2 separate regions of the Sus scrofa genome follow, and region 2 is linked to region 1. The links are chromatin contacts, called in public HiChIP or PLAC-seq maps. All regions are on one chromosome and are shown on one strand. The core of a region is the stretch at or near the end of the contact, and the rest is flanking DNA. Distances in the headings are between cores, read along the strand shown. Region 1 holds the start of BBS2 (Bardet-Biedl syndrome 2 protein). Region 2 holds the start of NUP93 (nucleoporin 93).

What was found. HiChIP or PLAC-seq counts read pairs in DNA pulled down with a chosen protein or histone mark.
Region 2: a contact with region 1 is called in an H3K27ac HiChIP or PLAC-seq map of alveolar macrophages. The contact joins the promoter of NUP93 here to the promoter of BBS2 in region 1. A contact is called at or near these places in 1 of 5 promoter capture datasets (fetal skeletal muscle) and 1 of 2 datasets of contacts at active chromatin or transcription factors (alveolar macrophages).

What each region holds. Positions count from the first base shown.
Region 1 is chr6:18,573,805-18,577,719 of Sscrofa11.1, reverse strand. It overlaps BBS2 (Bardet-Biedl syndrome 2 protein), which reads left to right and starts at 2,382. Exons shown (of 18, transcript XM_021093887.1): 1 at 2,382-2,498. The coding sequence starts at 2,382.
Region 2 is chr6:18,709,166-18,713,210 of Sscrofa11.1, reverse strand. NUP93 (nucleoporin 93) reads right to left here and starts at 1,319. Exons shown (of 23, transcript NM_001244152.1): 1 at 1,227-1,319.

The DNA of each region.
Region 1 (3,915 bases), core at 1,133-3,632:
TGATGGTAAGGACTCCCCGGGCAGAGGGCTAATGGGAACAAAGGCGGAGAGGCCAGAGACAGCGTTTCAGAAGGGACCGAGTTGGAGAGGCAAGGGGCGGCAGAGGCCAACAATGATCAGAACTTGGAGATTTTGGGAGTTCCCTTTGTGGCTCAGTGGTTAACGAATCTGACTAGGAACCATGAGGTTGCGGGTTTGATCCCTGGCCTTGCTTAGTGGGTTAAGGATCTGGTGTTGCCGTGAGCTGTGGTGTAGGTTGCAGATGTGGCTCGGATCCTGAGTTGCTGTGTCTCTGGTGTAGCCCAGTGGCTACAGCTCTGATTAGACCCCCTAGCCTGGGAATCTCCATATGCCACGGGAATGGCCCTAGAAAAGACAAAAAAAAAAAAAAAAAAAAAAAAAAAAGAACTTGGAGATTTTGTGTAATCTCTCAAAGGACTTAAACTTAATGTGGTCGAAAATAGGGAGCTGGTGATGAGTTAGGAAGGGAGGAGAAAACTGGTAAGGTTTTGTCATCTGTCAAATGGGCTAACAGTGGTACCAGCCTCATAGGTTACTGTAGGGCTAAGAGAGGTGATCCCTATACATTTCACATACAAAATTACATACAAAATGCTCTTTAAATGTTAGTGATGCAGCCATTGTTGATTGTACTATCCTGTTGGGAGGAGCAACTGCAAAGCTGCAGGTCACCAAGGAGTACACAGAATAAGTAAGGCTTGGCTAGGTGGATGGCAACACTCTCTTCACTTGGCTTGCTTCTCAGTCTCCTGTTGGTTCCTACTCGTCTCATCCCAAACACACCTGAATGTTTTTATTTCTAGCAGACAACCAAGGTGATCCCTCAGTGCCTTTGCACTTGAATTTCTTCTGCTGGAACACTCTTCCTCAGAAATAATTCTTTTACTTCTTTCAAGTTCTGGCCTGAATGTCACTTTCTCAGTGAGGTCTCTTCCCCACCACCTTATTTAAAATTGTACCCCCGGAGTTCCCATTGTGGCTCAGCAGTTAAAAAACCCCGCTCAGTGGGTTAAGGATCCAGCATTGCTGCTAACCGTGAGGTAGGTCGCAGACGTGGCTCGGATCCAGTGTTGCTGTGGCTGTGGTATAGGCCGGCAGCTACAGCTCTGATTGGACCCATAACCTGGGAACCTCCACATGCTGCTGGTGCGGCCCTAAAAGACAAAAAAAGAAAAAAATTGTACTCCCTCCAGAAGTCAATCTCTCTCCCTTCCTTAGCACTTAACCACCAAATGACCTCCCATTTGTATTTCCTGTTTAGTGTTTCTCTCCCCTGACTTGTATGTCAGCAACAGGAGAGCAGAAGTTTGTCTTATGTTTGCTGCCATATTGCCCAGAACAGTACCCCCCACAGAGCAAGCCCTTAAAAACTATTTGAAAAAATGCTGAAAAAGTTTAGTGACTTTGCATGTCCTGCTTTAAAAATATACAGGGAGGAGTTCCTGTCGTGGCGCAGAGGAAATGAACCCGAATAGGAACCATGAGGTTGCGGGTTTGATCCCTGGCCTTGTTCAAGTGGGTTAAAGGATCCGTAGTTGCCGTGAGCTATGGTGTAGGTCTTGCAGATTCGGCTGGGATCCCGCGTTCCAGTGGCTGTGGCATAGGCCAGCGACTGCAGCTCCAATTCGACCCCTAGCCCAGGAACCTCTATATGCTGTGGATGTGGCCCTTAAAAGCAAAAAAAAAAAAAAAAAAAAAAAAAAAAATTTATATATATATATACACACACACACACACATAAATATACACACACATATGTACATTATATGTATATATACTCAGGGAATCTTACAAAGGGCCACGGGCTGTTTAAAGTTGAGAGTTTAAAGCATTTTTTTGGGGGGGGGGAGGTGATTGATACATTTAAGAACTACCGTGGGCATCAACATAACAGCTAAAGTTAAGGGGCAAAGTAGGCATTCAAGGCATATTTCTTGAATTAATGACCGTTTGGAGTGGCGTAGAAATGTGTGTAAACTGCAACGGTGCAGCAACTTGGTTGTGGTGCTAGAAGAAGCCCCAGGGATGCACTGGCTCGGAAACTGCCGAAGTAGACCCGATGAGTCCCATCGCCGTTAAGTTACAGCAACAAAAAGCAGACCCAACCACTGGGACCCAACTTCAGACTCAGCCCAGCGCGAGGCCAGAACGCGCAGCCGCAGAACTAGGTGGGCGGGCCTGCGCAGGCGCAGAAATAGCCAACGGCCCGGGGTCCACGTCGGTGCAGCGGTTTCCCGCCAGGCCTGAGGCTGCAGGAGCAGGTCTGGCTTGGTCCCCACGTCCCTCACTGCGGTGGGTGAGGCGGGCTCCACGGCTCCGCTCTCGTGCCGCTAACCCTTTTCTCCTGAGCCACCGCCATCATGCTGCTGCCCGTATTCACCCTCAAACTGCGCCACAAAATCAGCCCCCGCATGGTGGCCGTTGGGCGCTACGACGGGACTCACCCGTGTCTGGCCGCCGCTACCCAAGCGGGCAAGGTAACCAATCCCACCTGCTCCCAACCCGCACGGAGCCAGTGCCCCTGGAGTCCCCCGCGGGGCGTGTCCCTGCAATCCAGTTCTTCATTGTCTGACTCCGCCCCCAGCCAGGGTTGCCCGGCAACGAGTCCGAGTCCGTAGTGTTTGTAGCTCTTTAGCTTGCGCAGAAGTAATGAGTGAAAACGGGGAACGACTTTGCTGAGCAATTTATTTCTCTTCAGGTACTTAGACTCGTGTTGGAATCTCTGTACGGCTAGGGAGCTTGGGGAAGAGAAGTCCCTAAAGGGGAAAGGGCTTGGTCGGCGTTAGCAGTAGGGACAGATCCCAGATTAGAGGCCAGGGCTTCTGCCTATAGCTCTGAACTTCTCTCAAACTGCCTCTCAGAGCTAAACAACTTTATGGGGAAAAAGTTACAAAGACACCCTAACTTAAATGACTCAAATTACACTTTTGATCTTTATCCACGTATATTCACTTTTCATCCTGCTGTTTATTCACTAAGTACCTGTTAGGTGCTTCCTGTGTGGCAGGTGCTGTGCAAGTTGTGAGTCACAGAGATGAAAAAGATATGCCATTCGGCATTCACCAGACTTTCTGAACTCTCCTTCGTACTAGATCTTGGGGATTCAGAGATAAAGCTGGAGTGCTTACTTTCAGAAAGTTTATCGTCCAGAAGGACAATAGACAAGGCAAATCAAGGCACTGTGTATTGACGGAGGCATGCCCACCATACATGGAATACAGTGACATCAAGCGTAGTAACTTTTAACAAGCACAAAGCCTTATTACATTAATTATATCAGCATCCTTGCTGCATTGCCAATGGCAACAGCATAGCACAGGTGTGGTAGATCCTGGCTCCAGTACCTGCTAATTTCATGACCTTGAGCAAGGTACTTAGTCTCTACCACAGAGGGTTATTAAGAGGATTAAAATGTTACAACGTGTCATGTGCTTGGCATCTAGGCGGTGGTCACTAATTGTTAGCTGTTATTTTCTTCATTAGAAATAACAGTTCAGAGAGGTTCAAAGCAATGTTTAAGGCCGCTCAACTGGAAAGTGGTGGAAATGAGATTAGAGTGCATGTTCTGTGACCCAGTGTGTCTGTCTGTGTATCTTTCTCTCTCTCTCTTCCTCCCTTCCTTTCTTTCTTTTGCACCTGAAGCATATGGAGCTTCCCAGGCTAGGGGTTGAATCGGAGCTACAGCTGCCAGCCTACACCACGGGATCTGAGCTGCACCTTTGACTTACACCACAGCTCACAGCAGTGCCGTATCCCCGACCCACTGAGCAAGGCCAGGGATCGAACCCACATCCTTGTGGATACTAGTCAGATTTGTTTCCGGTGCGCCACGACAGGAACTCCCCAGTGTGGATTTAATAAGCTAACATTTAGGTAGTGATTTGTAGTTTTCAA
Region 2 (4,045 bases), core at 70-2,569, 140 kb before region 1:
GAACTGCCATATGCCACAGGTGCAGTGGTAAAATTAAATAAATAAATAAATAAAAATCCAGGCGAGAAAGAGAGCAGTCAAGCATGACTCACTGGTTATAGGTCAGAGCCTTTTACACTACTGAGAAAAGGAAAAACAGCAAGAGGAGTCTGGAAAGAGAGGTGGAAGGGAGCTTGCTATCTTGATAGGTTCCGTTTGATTCCCAACCATCTCAATGAAGATATTAAGTAGGCAACTGGATATAGATCAAGGAAAGGCTCAGGCTGGAGATTAAAATGTGAGACCTGTTCCCTAACACATAGGTATTCAGAACTATAAGCTTTGAGTGAGATCACCATAAATGAAAAATGAAAATGTCCCAAACACAAATAAATGCACAAAGAATTATAGCTGAAAGAAAGATGTGCTAAGATGTCCAAGGACATCCTCTCACGCCCGCCCCCCCAACGACAGAAAAGAAAGGTGACCCTTACTCATGCTGAAAGACATTTCTGTCAAAACAAAAAAAAAATCGAAACCGTCTTCTCACACCCGATAAAGGGCAAACCCCGACCAGCGGCTCTGTCAATGGGTCAGCCAAATTTTGAACAAAGACCACTGTGGTCGGCCCGTAATTTCTTAAAAAGAGATCCGGTAAACATAGGCATTGCCTTTGCAGAGGATGAGGTGCTGTGAACCCAGAGAAAGTAAAGGCCACCTCCAGGTTCTAATCACTAGTTATCTCCCTGGATGAGAAGGAGCATTTCCCCTGGATGCAGACAGAGACGACAGGCCAAGGCTCGGAGTCATCACCCTCGCCTAAAGAACCTTTTCCTGCCAACAGGGTGTATCCCCGAGGGGCGAGCGAGTTGGCAGGGCGCAGGCACGAAAGTTATCAGGCGCAGTGTGGTGGAGGGGTGGGCTGGCAGTGTAGGGGTGGGCGTGGCACGCCGGCAAAGCGCTGCAGCGCGGGAGGAGGGCAGTCGGAAGGCCAAGGCTCTGTATTCAGAATGAGGGCAGATAAAAGACACTGCTGAAGCGCAGCCTAACGCTGTAATGGGCGGGGGGGGGGGGGGGGTTCGACAGGGCGCTGTGTCGCCGGCGTCAGGCGTGCCGGCTGCCATGAGGCGAACGGGAAGTGTGCGCAGCACCGCTCTGAGACTAGCGACTGGGCTCTACCTAGCCTCGGGGCCCTGGGTTCAAGGACATGCCTCGAGTCGGAAGGACCCGGCCAAAACCACCCTTACCTGGCTCTGCAGCTTTGTCCGCGCTCAGGTCCGGGCTTGAGAACGCGGCCGCCGGTTCTCGCGCCGCGCGCCTGCGCTTCCTGATTGGCTAAGGCCGACTTTCCCAGAAGCCCCCGCGCGGCGCGCCGCCAAATGAACTTTATGGAGACCCAAGGAGGAGACACGGACAAGGACGGGGTTGGGGCGGAGCTGGGTGCTGGGTGGGGGCGGGGCCTTCGGCTGAGTTGTCAATCCCCGAACGCCAGCGGCCCTGCCCTCACCCCGCCCAAGTGGTTAGTCAGCTATAGCCTGAGAAAGCGATTCTACAATTGCCTGCGGATTTCTCGCCCTTTATGAGCGCCATCAGAGTACCAGGCACTATTCTAGGCCCCGAGGGGCACAGTGGTGATCACGACAGGCAAGATCCTGCCGTAATAGGTTCTCAGGCTGATAGGGAAAACACAATAGAATAAATCACTTCGAGTTTGTTAAGGACAATTTCGGAAAAAGCTGGGTGATGGGAGAGAGAATGCCTACATGGTCAGAGTAGGCTTCTCTGAGGTGACCGCTGAGCTGAAACGTTGATGAGAAAGGGGCGGCCCAGGAGTTCCTGTTGTGGCTCAGCGGGTTAAGATCCCAGCTAGTATCCACAAAGACGCAGGTTGGATCCCTGGCCTTGCTCAGTGGGTTAAGGATCTGGCCTCATCGCAAGCTGCAGCGTAAGTGGCAGGTGCACCTTGAATCTGGTGTTGCTGGGCTGTGGTGTAGGCCGGCACCTACAGCTCTGATTCTGTTTGACGCCTAGCCTGAGAACTTCCATACCATGCGGCTGCGGCTATGGAAGGAAGGAAGGAAAAGGAAAGGAGGAAGGGAGCAAGAGTCAGCCTAGTCTTGAGTCTTGGCTGCGGAACTTTCCAAGTAGAGGGAACAAAACTGAAGGCTCCATGGAGTTTGAAGAACAGAATTTGACTGGAAGAGGATGCTCCAGGCTAGGTGGAGTAAGACAGACTTTGCAGTTGAAATTATTCCTCGTGCAAATGGAAGCCACTGGACAATCGTCTAGCTCTCTGAGTGGAGAATGGACAGTAGGCAGCAGATGGGAGCTAGGAGACTACTGCTTTGTCCAACACATAAGGATTGTGGGACTAGAATTGTCACAGTACCCACTCATACAACATATGTTAGTGCTCACAATGTGCCAAGAGTGAACAAGGCCCAGTCATGATCCGGTGAGAAAGCAGGAATTAAAAAGTATATCTTTTTTTTTTTTTTGTCTTTTTATCTAGGCCGCACCCGTGGCATATGGAGGTTCCCAGGCTAGGGGCTGAATCAGAGCTTTAGCCACCGGCCTATGCCAGAGTGACAGCAATTCAGGATCCGAGCCGCATCTGCGACCTACACCACAGTGCATGGCAACGCTGGATCCTTAACCCACTGAGCAAGGCCAGGGATTGAACCCGCAACCTCATGGTTCCTAGTTGGATTTGCTAACCACTGAGCCATGATGGGAACTCCCCCTTAAAAGTATATTTCCATGTAACGTGCTTAGTGCGTGACCAGAGCTATGTAAGGATGCTGTGGAGCTCAGCCCCCTCTCTATTCCCTGATTCCCCCTATGAAATGCCCAGTCATGGAGTTCCCATTTTGGCTCAGCAGATTAAGAATTTGACTGGTATCTATGAGAATCCCGATTCAGTCCCTGGCCTTGCTCAGTGGGTTAAGGATCGAGCATTGCCACAAGCTGCATTGTGGGTCACAGATGCACCTTGGCTGTGGTGTTGCTGAGGCTGTGACATACACCAGCAGCTACAGCTCTGATTTGACCCCTAGCCTGGGAACTTCCATATGCTGCAGGTGTAGCCCTAAAAAGAAGGAAGGAAGGAAGGAGGAAAGGAAGGGAGGGAGGGAAGTAGGAGGGAGGAAGGAAGGGGAAAGCTCAGTCATCTCTATGCAAACCAAAGTTGAGTTCCACTGATGCTGGACTCTGTTCCCTACTGCAACAGTACGTTGCTGATTAAAATATGTCCTTACAACTCTAACTAGTATCCAGCTTTGTTTAACAGTTCATACCAGCATATTGTGGGTTCTGTAAAAATGATTGTTGCTGACTGACAATATGTATGGGTATGGCCCTTGTCCTAAAGTTATCAAATATATCCAGATCCTGTTGTGGTCAGATGATAACTACAAGTACAGCAGCATCTTGCATCTGAATAATGTTTTATCCCTTTACATTGTTTTTTTTTTCCATTATGTAAAGAAGAATTTTTAATGAGACAAATACTCAAGTAACACTGCCAAATGAAAAATCAGGACATTTACCTTTTGAAGGTGAGTATCTCAATATTGTAAAACCCAGCTATTCCATTCCTTGATCCACACCCAAGAAAAACTTTTACGCATGTGCACCAGGAGATATTTGCAGGAATCTTTATAGCAGCATGCTGACAGAGGAAAAAAAACAGCAAGCCAAATGTCCATTAACAAAAAAAGTATAAATAAAATGTGGATATTATGACAGTGGACTATTATCACACAGCAGTGAAAATGAGTATGCTATAGTTATAAAGACAACATGGGCGGATCATGGAAACATAATGTTAAATGGTAAAAGCAAGTAGCAAAAGACTATATAATATGAGCTCAAGTATTCTAATAAAGCTAAAAAGTAAAACCAAACATATATGTATACATAGATACAATTGTGATAAAACTATAAAACACTGAAATAATAGGAATTTTAAGACTGTATCTCTAGGGATAGAAACATATTGAGAGGATCACCTGGGAAGACATAAGATATGTTTTAGGAGTTCCCACTGTGGCTCATTGGGTTAAGA